Linked DNA regions of Arachis hypogaea: region 2 is linked to region 1. The links are chromatin contacts, called in public Hi-C maps. All regions are on one chromosome and are shown on one strand. Each heading gives the region's core, a stretch centred on a gene start, on an enhancer-like site or on the middle of the called end of the contact. The rest is flanking DNA. Distances are from core to core; before and after follow the strand shown.

Evidence for each region. Hi-C and Micro-C count contacts between places; a contact is called where the count stands out from the background.
Region 2: a contact with region 1 is called in a Hi-C map of leaf, with 2.1 times the contacts expected there. The contact joins the promoter of LOC112783300 here to the promoter of LOC112784063 in region 1. A contact is called at or near these places in 2 of 8 Hi-C or Micro-C datasets (leaf and an unstated tissue).

The regions. Positions count from the first base shown.
Region 1 is chr20:32,433,474-32,438,965 of arahy.Tifrunner.gnm2.J5K5, reverse strand. It overlaps LOC112784063, which reads left to right and starts at 3,552. Exons shown (of 2, transcript XM_025827170.3): 1 at 3,552-4,271. The coding sequence starts at 3,796.
Region 2 is chr20:32,647,497-32,653,462 of arahy.Tifrunner.gnm2.J5K5, reverse strand. It overlaps LOC112783300 (protein SMAX1-LIKE 8), which reads left to right and starts at 3,532. Exons shown (of 3, transcript XM_025826196.3): 1 at 3,532-4,761; 2 at 5,252-5,489; 3 at 5,882-5,966. The coding sequence starts at 3,623.

The DNA.
Region 1 (5,492 bases), core at 2,303-4,802:
GCGAGCGGAAATTGGCGAGTTAAGAATGATTATAAATTATGCGTTGCCAGTATAGTTCTCAACCAACCAGAAATCCGCTTATCAATTTAAAAAGGGGTGTCACAGAAATTAAAATTAAAATACTGGGATTATGAATCCCAGGTCGTCTCCCGACGAGTTATAGGAAAGTGTGCTATTTTATTAATCAGAAGGTTTTCAAAAAGGTTTGAGTTGAATGATAGAAAATTAAATTGGAGAATGTATATAAATATAAATAAAAGCCTTGACTGGGAGTTGATTAGATGGAAGCCCTATTCTTGTTGCAGTACTCTCAAGATTAATTGACAATTGAGATTTATTGTGTTTAGTTGTCCCTTACTAAGTAAGGGAAAGTCAAACAAGTTGGAATGCTGTTCTATTCATAGGTTCCAATCCACTCTTGGGAGGATTGGTGTTAGTGACTAGAGAGCAATCCAACAATAAACCCAATTACAATCTTTCTCTTGAGCATTCCAACTCAAGGACTCCTTTCATCGACTCCCCATCAAGTTAGGGGACTACTCGCTCATTGTAAATGTAAAATTCATAACGTAAGAAAGGGAATTAAAGAAAGACATGATAAATAATGCTCAAAAGATTAATTTAAAATAAAAGTGATTCTTGTATTAATAAATGCTAAAATAATCCAATAGCAAAATTAAGTAAATTAAGGAACATGGAAGAGTAAAAGACAAGTGAAAGAGAACGAACTAGAATGTCAAAGTCTTGACGAGGCAATAACTCTTCTCAATATCCCAATGCAAAGATAACGAAAAATAACTAATCCTAAAAACTATGAATGTGTAGAGAGAAAACCTAGAGGAGGAGTAGAACTAGATCTAAAAACTAAAACTATGCGGAATGAATGTTCTCTTTGGTTTCTACATGTTCTCTGGCTCTAGTCTGCTTTTCTGGGCCGAAAACTGGGTCAAAATGGGGCCCAAAATCGCCCCCAGCAATTCTGCAGATTATGCAGATCGCGCATGTCACGCGATCGCGTCGCTCATGCGGACGCGTCATTCGGCGTTCTGCTTTGCCACGCGGTCGCGTCATCCATGCGGCCGCGTCACTCGTGCTATTCCATGCCGCGCGGTCGCGTCATCCATGCGGCCGCGTCACTGCGATTTGCTCTTCTCCGCGCGGTCGCGTCGTTTCTCGCTGGTCATCTCCTCAATTTCTTGTGTTCCTTCCATTTTTGCAAGCTTCCTTCCTAATCTCCAACTCATTCATGCCCTATAAAGCTTGAAACACTTAACACACAGATCACGGCATCGAATGGAATAAAGGGGAAATAAAATACATAATTAAAAGTCTCTAGGAAGCAAGTTTTCAATCATGCAATAACTTTAGGAAGGAAATATAAATGCATGCTTATTTAATGAATAAGTGGGCAAAGATCATGATAAAACCACACCTTTAAACACAATATAAACCATAAAATAGTGGTTTATCACTCGCGCTGGGATTACAGATAGTTGCACTGAGTCTACTCCTCTTGAGCCTAATGTTCGATTTACCCCTGTGGATGGCACTGTTTTGGAAAATTTGACTCTCTATCGACAGTTAGTTGGAGGTCTCATCTACTTGACTGTCACCCGACTAGACATCGCCTATCCAGTTCATGTACTTAGCCAGTTCTTGTCAGCTCCTCGTACTACTCACTATGCGGCAGTTCTTCGCATTCTTCGCTACATCAAAGACACTCTATTTCATGGCCTTTATTTTTATGCCCATTCCTCTTTGTCCCTTCAGGCGTACTCCGATGCTAATTGGGCTGGTGATCCTACTGATTGTCGTTCCACTACTGGTTACTGTTTGTTTCTTGGCGACGCTCTCATTTCTTGGCGTGCTAAGAAGCAAACGTTCACTGCTCGCTCAAGCACAGAAGCTGAGTATCGTGCTCTCGCTGACACCACTGCTGAGGTTATCTCAATTCGTTGGCTTCTCGAAGATTTGGGTGCTTCTCAGTCGTCCCCTACTGAGGTTTTTTGTGACAACCGCAGTGCTATTCAGATTGCCCATAATGATGTGTTTCATGAACGCACCAAACACATTGAGATTGATTGTCACTTTGTTCGACAACGTATCTTTATTGATGCTGTTCGTCTCATTGCTGTTGGAACATTGGATCAGATTGCTGATATCTTCACGAAAGCTTGTCACCCGACTCGTTTTCGGACTTTGTTATCCAAACTCAAGATGGTATCCTTAGCTCCCACTTGAGTTTGAGGGGGGATGTTAGAGAATCATTAGAATCAATTTAGATCAGTTAGTATCGTTTATATTTATATAGCATATCTGTATATTAATTGTAGAATTCTATGCCTTTATTACTTTGATTCTTCTAACACCTATATATACCCCTTGTATATTGTACTTTTGATCACACTGAATAATACACAAAACACTTTCTTTAGATTGGTCTCTTGTTTCCAACAACCGAAAATAGAGTAAGGGACCAACTAAGTACATTTTTTACAAGATCAATAATAATAATAATAATAATAATATTTTTTATCAGAAAAATATTTATGGGTCTACATTAATTATCTAACCGAAGAAAACTTCCACCCATACGATTTTATAAAAGAAATCTTATCATAACTAAGAATTAAATTTCGGTCAAATTATTATCAATAATGATAATAATAATAATAATAATAATAATAATAATAATAATAATAATAATAATATTATTATTATTATTATTATTATTATTATTATTATTATTATTATTATTATCATCGTATAATAAATCTATCTTTCATACACAGTGTTTATTTTTTTCACAGTAAAAACATTTTCTATTACTAAAACCCTAATTTGTATAATAAAAATAAAAAAATTATAAACCTTAAACTTTATCCAAAATCTATAAATTATAAACTTAAAAACATAAAAATTTATCCCTAAATTACACATCTATAGATTTAATTTTTGATACATTTTCAATTCAAAAAAATAGTTTAATATACAAATATTTTTAACTATAAAACAAATTACTTTTGTTAAAGACAAATAGAAATGAATTTATTGAAGAACATCACGCTGTATATAAAAGTCAATTTTTTCTTTTAACTGTTATCGAAATATATATATATACTCAAGGTAAACAACTCTAAAAATGACAATCTAACCTAAAAATAATAACAATCCTTTATTATTACTTATTAATAGTAACTGAGTATATGAATAACCTTATAAATAGAATTAATTAAATTTTAACTGAAAACAACTTACACTCATAAGAAGTGTTAAATATATAATATTATATATTAATATAAAATCACATAAAAATGGTTTATTGTTATTATTATTATTTTAGATAATATATGATATAACCATGACTATTTAAGATTTTATAATTTATTTAACAATAATTAAAGAAAAATAAATATTTTATTTAATATTTGGATCCTGAATTCAACCGCTCAAAGAAAATAATAAGAGTATAAGACACTCACAGATAGAATGTTACATAATTTAAAATATAAAATTCTTATATAACTGACCAGCTAAGCCAACTTTTCAACAAATTATGGGTTAGCAGCTTTGATTGTTATAAAAAAATAGCAGAAACACGTATCTCAAAATTAGTATACCAAAAAAAATATCTGTATATTAGCTCTGTACCGTAGTGTTACCCATAATTAAAAGCCAAATCAAATTAAATCAAATCCCTTCTCTGTCTCTTCTGTTACCATACTTTCCGTCCATCACACAGCAAAACACTCTCTCCACCAAACTTTTCTTACAGCCCCACCGCCACCACCACCCATGGACGAGTTTCCACCGCCACCGCCACCTCCACCTCCTCCTATGACCCTGGACGGAGCTGAAAATGACGCAGTTTTCGCCAAAACGCTCGTGCTGAGCAAACGCGAAGTAACCGCTCGTCGGCTCCGCCGAACGAGGCAACTCAGACGGTGCTACAGAGGGCACTACTGGGCTCTAATGGAAGAGATCAAGTCCAAGTATAAGGAGTATTATTGGACCTACGGTAAGAGCCCCTTCAAGGAAACTAGCGGCGTAAACCACGCTGTCGTTTTGGGCGACGAGAACAATAACAACGCAAACGGCGGCAACGAGAGGAACAATAATGCCGCTTTGGGAGTTGGAGGAGACGACGTCGTTCGGTGCGCTTTTGGTGGATGTAAGATTAAGGCTATGGCGCTTACTAGGTACTGTCACGCTCACATACTTTCGGATCCGAAACAGAAGCTCTATCGGGGATGCAGAACCGTAGCTAAAAAGTGAGTTCTTTTTTACTCCAAGTTTTTTTTTTCCCTTGCAATTTTTGCTTTGGTTGATAGGTTTTCTTGCAATTTGAAATTTGTTGAAGAATTGTATTTTAATTTTTTGCTTTTTATGTTCGTTTTCATGTTGTGCTTTTTTCTTTTAGTTGAATAGATGAATGGAATTCTTTTATCATAATGCCTGTGGTTTGGAAAAGATGGGTTAAAGTTTCAGAGGAAGTAACCTGCTTTGTTTGTGGTTTAGTGTTGCTTGATAATTTTGCACTTGCTGATGCTGGATTTGGTTCCTCTAATCCTTATGGTAAATAGAATCCAAAGTTTTAACTGTTGAGGGTTAGGAGACCAATCCCCATGGTATCCTCATCGCGTAATATTGGGAAAGGAAACTAATTTAAGTATGTCAGGCTTACTCTCCAAGGTATCCTCACCTCGAGTCGTCTCGGGTGCGAGTGTGTCTCTATCACAATGCAAAACCATTGATGGTAGATAATTAGAAGTGTCTGGTAATATGTATATTTAATTTCCTTGTGTTGAAAACGTGCACTTTACCCCTCTATAGTGCACCTCAACGTTACAACATAGTTTTTGAATGCGAATGGGCGCCTCATGGTGGAGAGCAAAAATTCTGCCATAGGATTATGGCGAATGGCGTTGTGAGAAATGGTGGAAATGTTAGATAGGACTGAAAATACATGTATATCCACAAAATGCAGAAAAGCCGCACATGTAATAGATTATAAAATGTAAGCAATATAAGCAACCTTTTACTCGTAAGGGTGCAATTAATTCAGCTAAGCAACAAATAAAGACAACATTAAGTCAGAAAGCACAAAAATACAAAGACATAGGAGCTTAAGTGCCAACTATGGCATAGTCAAATACTAAAAGCTCAAAAGAAACACCAAAGACATTGTCTCATCTTGTATTTAAACTAACAAATGAAGTATCTGGATTGACTAGAGATGAAATGGAAGAGGAACGAACACCAAGAAAAAGACTCAAAATAAAAGTGAAACATAAGCAGAGTCTTGAAAAGAGAGCGGAGGGAAGAGTTGGAAAAAGGAAAACCACCTAGAGTGGAGGAGGAGGGCCAACTGGTGGCAGCGGTGATGCCTTGATGGCTTCTTTCTCAAGCAGCAGTAGTATTGACTTTCTTCCTGAAGGCCTGGATGGTTGCATAGTTTGATTTAATTAATAATCACTATATACTTAATTTGT
Region 2 (5,966 bases), core at 2,283-4,782, 210 kb before region 1:
ATTTACGATATAAAACACAAAGCATTTATGGATTTGCATAACGTGCTAAATCTCGAATACTGTATATGAACATAATTATGAGCATATTTCGGGGACTGAACATCTGAGATATGATACATTACCAGTTTAAGGTATCCCGATGCACTCGGGATACAACACAGATGGAGAAACGGATACTGAATATCTGAGATATGCATGCAGAGAGACAAGAAGTCACAGTACCCAAGATACATTCATAATGAGAAATGGGGTTGCAGAATGTTGTTATTACCATCTTGGGCCACAATAATTAACAACATACCCCCGCACTTGCTGTACAAATGTGTCCCATCAACCGATACAAAAGGCTTGTGGTACTTAAATGCCTCAACACAAGGAGGGAATGCCTAAAAGACCTTATCAAGATGGCTGCTATCGCTGTTAATCATGTTGCAGTCATAATAAGGAACAACGCAATCGTGTATCGTGTTAGGAGGCATTCTTGCAAAGCTTGTAACAGCCTGGGTATCTTGTTGTACGACTCTTCCCAATCACCATAAATCTGAGCAATCGCCTTCTACTTTGTCATCCACACCTTTCGATATGATGGCTTAAAATGATAACTTTGTTGTTCTCTACTTTGTGACACTGAAATAAAAACAGAGGGATCAACATATATTATTGTCTTGATGACCTTGCAAATTAAACTACTATCTAACTGAGCATGGTCTTGAGATATGATTGGCACTAAATAGGTATATCGTCCACCAAATCTATGCACCGCCCTACAAAATTACTCATAGATCTCAGCATCTAGTATAAAACATAATCAACATATAGGCACTTAATTTCATAAAAGGTAAAGGATAAAATTTACCAGTAGTTCAAATGGTGTAGTTCTTTACTTCCATCAGACCAACATCCTTATTCCTGAACCTGTGGCCCACCCGAAACTCTACATCACAATCCGTGTTGTAATCTTCCCTGTCATCAGGGTTGAAAGGATCATCTAGCTGCATTGTGTCCAAATTTAAAGTCTGATAATGACTTGGAACTTCTGATAATTATGGAATGACCAAAGGAGGAGGTAGGAGAAACTGAGCACCCCACCAATGGGAGTCTCTGGCACATACTCATAGAAGAATCACTCTCGTTGGACGACTTGGTTTCAGTAACGTAATCCGAAATTCCGAATCACCCTCGCTGTCATCCTCTTCGACACTATTACAAGGCTGGGCGAAGTGAATTGATCTTGCATCAACGGAATTACTTCGGCCTCGAAGAGGATGGCCCACAACCACCACCCACTTCACAAACCGCAGCATACCATTCATCACATGTTGCAGCATTATCCTAGCATGTACGTCGAACATTAGCTTTACATGCTGATCAGCTTCGAGCCATAATAACTTGTTAGTAAATCCACCATTTGGAAGCGCTGGTAAAAATCTATATGCAATACGTCCAACCTCCTTGGAACCTAATGTCCCCATGTTGCTTAGTATGACAGTCTTTAGTGCATGTAGAGAATCAACATGGCAAGTGCGCAACATCAAAGTTGAATCAAACTCAAAAATCATTCATTTCTCACTATTTTTTATTATTCCATTGGGATAAATTACAACAAAGAGGAATGGATTATTATCTATGATTACGAAAAAAGGATAAAGACAGTGAATAAAGATATGGATGTAGTGTAAGTAATGGCTAAAAAGTTTCTTATATAGAGTTTTGAGCTAGAAAGTTTCTTATATAGAGTTTTTCTCCTAGTTATCTAGAATATAGAGACACCTATTTAATGAGACACGTATCACAGATACTGTGACCCTATTTTTTATTATGCACGCATCTCGGGTATCCTATTTCTCACTATGAATATATCCCGATTCTGTGATTATTTTTTCTCTATACATGTATCTTGGGTACTCAATACACGTTTTTTTATCTGTATCGTATCTCGGATCTTGGATGCGGATCTTGGATGCATCCAAGATACGTTAAACAAGTAATGTATCATGTTTCAGATATTCAGTCTCTAGAATATACTCGTAATTACGTTTGGGTCACAATATTTTAGATGTGATACGTTATGTAAATTCGTAAATGCTTTGTGTTTTATGAATTTTCGTAAATAATATATATTTAATTTAAATAAAAAATCGCTTGAATAACACGATAATAAAATAAATTTTATAATAATTTATATAGTGGAGTTAAAATTAATAATATATAGAAAAAACAATATTATTATTATGTATTACCGAAAAAGAATCTAAATTCTAGTGAGGATACCTGCCTCACCAAACTATACACGGATCTGTTCTTGTCTACTAGTACATGAAAATTAAATTTATTTAAAAATATATAGAAGATAAAAATAAAAATAAATAATATGAGAAGAATCGTATTTATTCTATACAATAAATAAGGATTTCCGATGTTATACCGTTGTCATTGAAAGAGATCGAGAGGAAAGGAAAGAATCTATGCGCAATACTCATGGCTCATGAGTCATGACTCACTCATAACTAAGTCACAGACTCCTCAGTGAAATCTCACTCACACTCACCCTGGCCCCTGGGTGCCTCGGACCCACCATTTTCACCCACATACATACCCTTCCTTTTTTCTCACTCCACCATTATTATATACATTTATTTATTAATTATTATTCTTTTTCTTTTCTATTTCTCATTTTCATTTGATAGTTGATACCACAAGAAATTAAGAAATAAAATTATATGTGATTTTGAAATCATATTATTAATAATCTCTAACTCATAAATTAAAATTTTCAAACGTTGTATAAATAAATAAGTTAGTAACAAATTCTACATTTAAAAAGTAAACAAACATGACAAATAAAAAAAAAAGAGAAAAAATATGAGTATACTTGCACAAGCTGAAGGCACTCACTCTCACCACCCAACACACAACACATAATCCCTTTTCTTAAATTTCCCAAGCCTCCCCACACACCCATGACCCAACTGTTGTTTTTCCTTATTCAGCAAAAAATATTTCACCCCACTCACAGTCTCACACACTCCCTCCCTTCCATCATTATTATTCCATTTCACCCGCTTTCTCTTCCACTCTGATCAATAGTACTACTAAAGACTAAACATCTGAATTGATTTTTAAGTTATTTTATTTTAAACGATACACTTTAATTTTTAATAAATTACAAATTACAGATTTTTATTATGTTAAGTCTTTTTAAATTTATTTTTGTCGAAAAAATTGATTCCTCTGGTATTTAAAAAGTTTAATTTATTTTATAATAATATTTTTAAAATTTAATTTTGTTATACTAATATAATCGTAAAATTATATTTATTTTTTATGACAATATAAAAAAAGTATTATTTTAAATAATGTAATGAATATAATTGAATGCATATGAAAAATTACTTTATATTAATTGTATATTAAAATTAAATTTAATAAAAAATTATTATAATCAAATATTTGGATTAAAAATTGTTAAGGATTAATTTGAGTGTGTTAGTAAATGAATAAATAAATAAATAAATCGCTCCCTTCACTCCAAACGCAAAGAGAGGAGGAAGCAAGAGAGTCACAACTCACGTCCAAGATTCTTTTGATTTTGATTTTGTTGTATGATATTGAGGCTACCAAGATGCCAACCCCGGTGGCAGCAGCCCGGCAATGCCTAACACCAGAGGCTGCCCGCGCCCTCGACGAGGCGGTGTCCGTTGCCCGCCGTCGCGGCCACGCCCAAACCACCTCTCTCCACGCCATCTCCGCCCTCCTCTCCCTCCCCTCCTCCTCCCTCCTCCGCGACGCATGCTGCCGCGCCCGCAACTCCGCCTACTCGCCGCGCCTTCAGTTCAAGGCCCTCGACCTCTGCCTCTCCGTGTCCCTCGACCGCTCCCCTTCCTCCAACCCATCCACTGACCCGCCCGTCTCCAACTCCCTCATGGCAGCCATCAAGCGGTCTCAGGCCAATCAGCGCCGACACCCTGACACGTTCCATAACCAACTCTTGTTCCAAAGTAACCACTCTAACAACCTCCAACAAACTCAGCAACCGTTTTCTGTTTCGTCGGTTAAAGTTGAGCTGCAGCATTTGGTGATATCGATTCTTGATGACCCGGTTGTCAGTCGGGTTTTCGCTGAAGCGGGTTTCCGGAGCTCCGAAATTAAGCTCGCGATACTCAGGCCCTTGCCGCAGCTTTTTCGCTACTCGAGATCGCGTGGGCCGCCGGTTTTTCTATGTAACTTGCCGGAACAAGGCCGCCGGGGAGGGTTTTTCGGGTTCCCGTTTTCCGGCCGCGGAGACGGAGGGGAGGAGGAGAGTTTCAGGAGGATTGGGGAGGTTCTGGTGAGAAGCAAGGGGAGGAACCCGGTGCTGCTTGGCGCGTGTGCTGGCGAGGCGATGCGGCAGTTCGTGGAGGCGGTGGAGAAGCGGAGGGAGGGGGTGCTGCCGGTGGAGCTGGTAGGGTTGAGGATTGTGTCCGGGATTAGGGAAGCGGAGGAGGTGGCGGAGAAGGGCGTGGGGCCAGGAGTGGTGGTGAATTTGGGGGACTTGAAGGGTTTTGTGGCGGAGGAGGAGAATAACGGCGGTGAAGAGGGTGTTCTTGGGGAACTGGGGCGGTTGTTGAAGGTTCATAGTGAGAGGGTATGGTTGATTGGTTTTGCTGGGAGCTATGAGTCTTACTTAAAATTTGTTGGAAGGTTTCCTTTTGTCGAGAAAGATTGGGATTTGCAGCTTCTTCCCATTACTTCTCTTCAATCTTGCCAGAGACCAAGGTCCAGGTGATTTTTTTCCTCAATGAATATCTTCTTCTATTTATTCATGTAACTCTCAACTTCTCCAAAGTAGTTGTTTACTGTCAGAACTTTTCAACAAAGGAGATTAAATATTAATTCTTTTATTCATCATGTGCATGCTTCGAGTAGTTTCGGTTGTTGTTTCTTTTTTTTTTTTTTAAATTTTTTTATTAAGAATTTTCATAGATGAGTCTTTTAATATTTTGGATTAAATGTTTTTCAGTTCTTTAACTTAATGAAGCGGGTCTATATACAAACATACCACCATAATTCTTTTTTGATAAAAACTCTGAATTTAAGGATGAGCGGAATATTATTATAGAAGACTTATAGATAGATTGTCATGATCAATTAAATAATAAATGGATAGATGTGAATTCATTTTTATTCGTATGATAAACTAATAAGTAATAACTAGTTCTATAGATGGATTTTCATTTTCATTTAATCTCATGTATATTTTGTTGTTTGACAGTTTAATGGATTCATTTGTACCATTTGGTGGATTTTTCTCTTCCCCTTCCGATTTGAAAAGTCCACTACCTGGCTGTATTCCCAATCTCAGGCACCGTCAAAACAGCGAAAGGTGTGAACAAGAAGTGCCTGCTCCAAAGGAAAGATTTTCTTCTTTGGCTGTTGAACCATGTCAATCTAACTATCAGCCATGGCTACAGATTGCAGAAATCAATGCAGCAAAAGGATTGAATACTAAGGTGCGTACTGAGTACTGTATAGCAGTCGGATAAATGTCAGTTAAAATGAGCAAAAAATTTGGTTATATAAAAGGGATAAAAAATTTGGCGATATAAAAGAGCATTTTGATTAAGTATAATCTTCACCAATCTTAAAACAATGAATATTAAAAGATATACAAATTAGATTTTTGGAAAAGATTTTGGTTACTTAATAAAAAAAATTTGCAATTGTTTTTTTTAAACGAATTATTTGATTTTTATCGATGAATTTTTTCTCATTTTGTTTATGTAAAAAATATTTTCTTTTCCATTCAGTACAGACCAAAAAGGATGATTTTCTTTTATTCGATGGTGGTAAATCCATGCCAACTCATAAGAACATGGATAATGTTTACTATCATCTGCGCCAGGGATTTTCCGAAGCAAATTCTTGTCCGAATGTTATGGGTTTTCTTTGTACTAAAGATAAAAAGAAAGATGCTGAAAATCGTGACA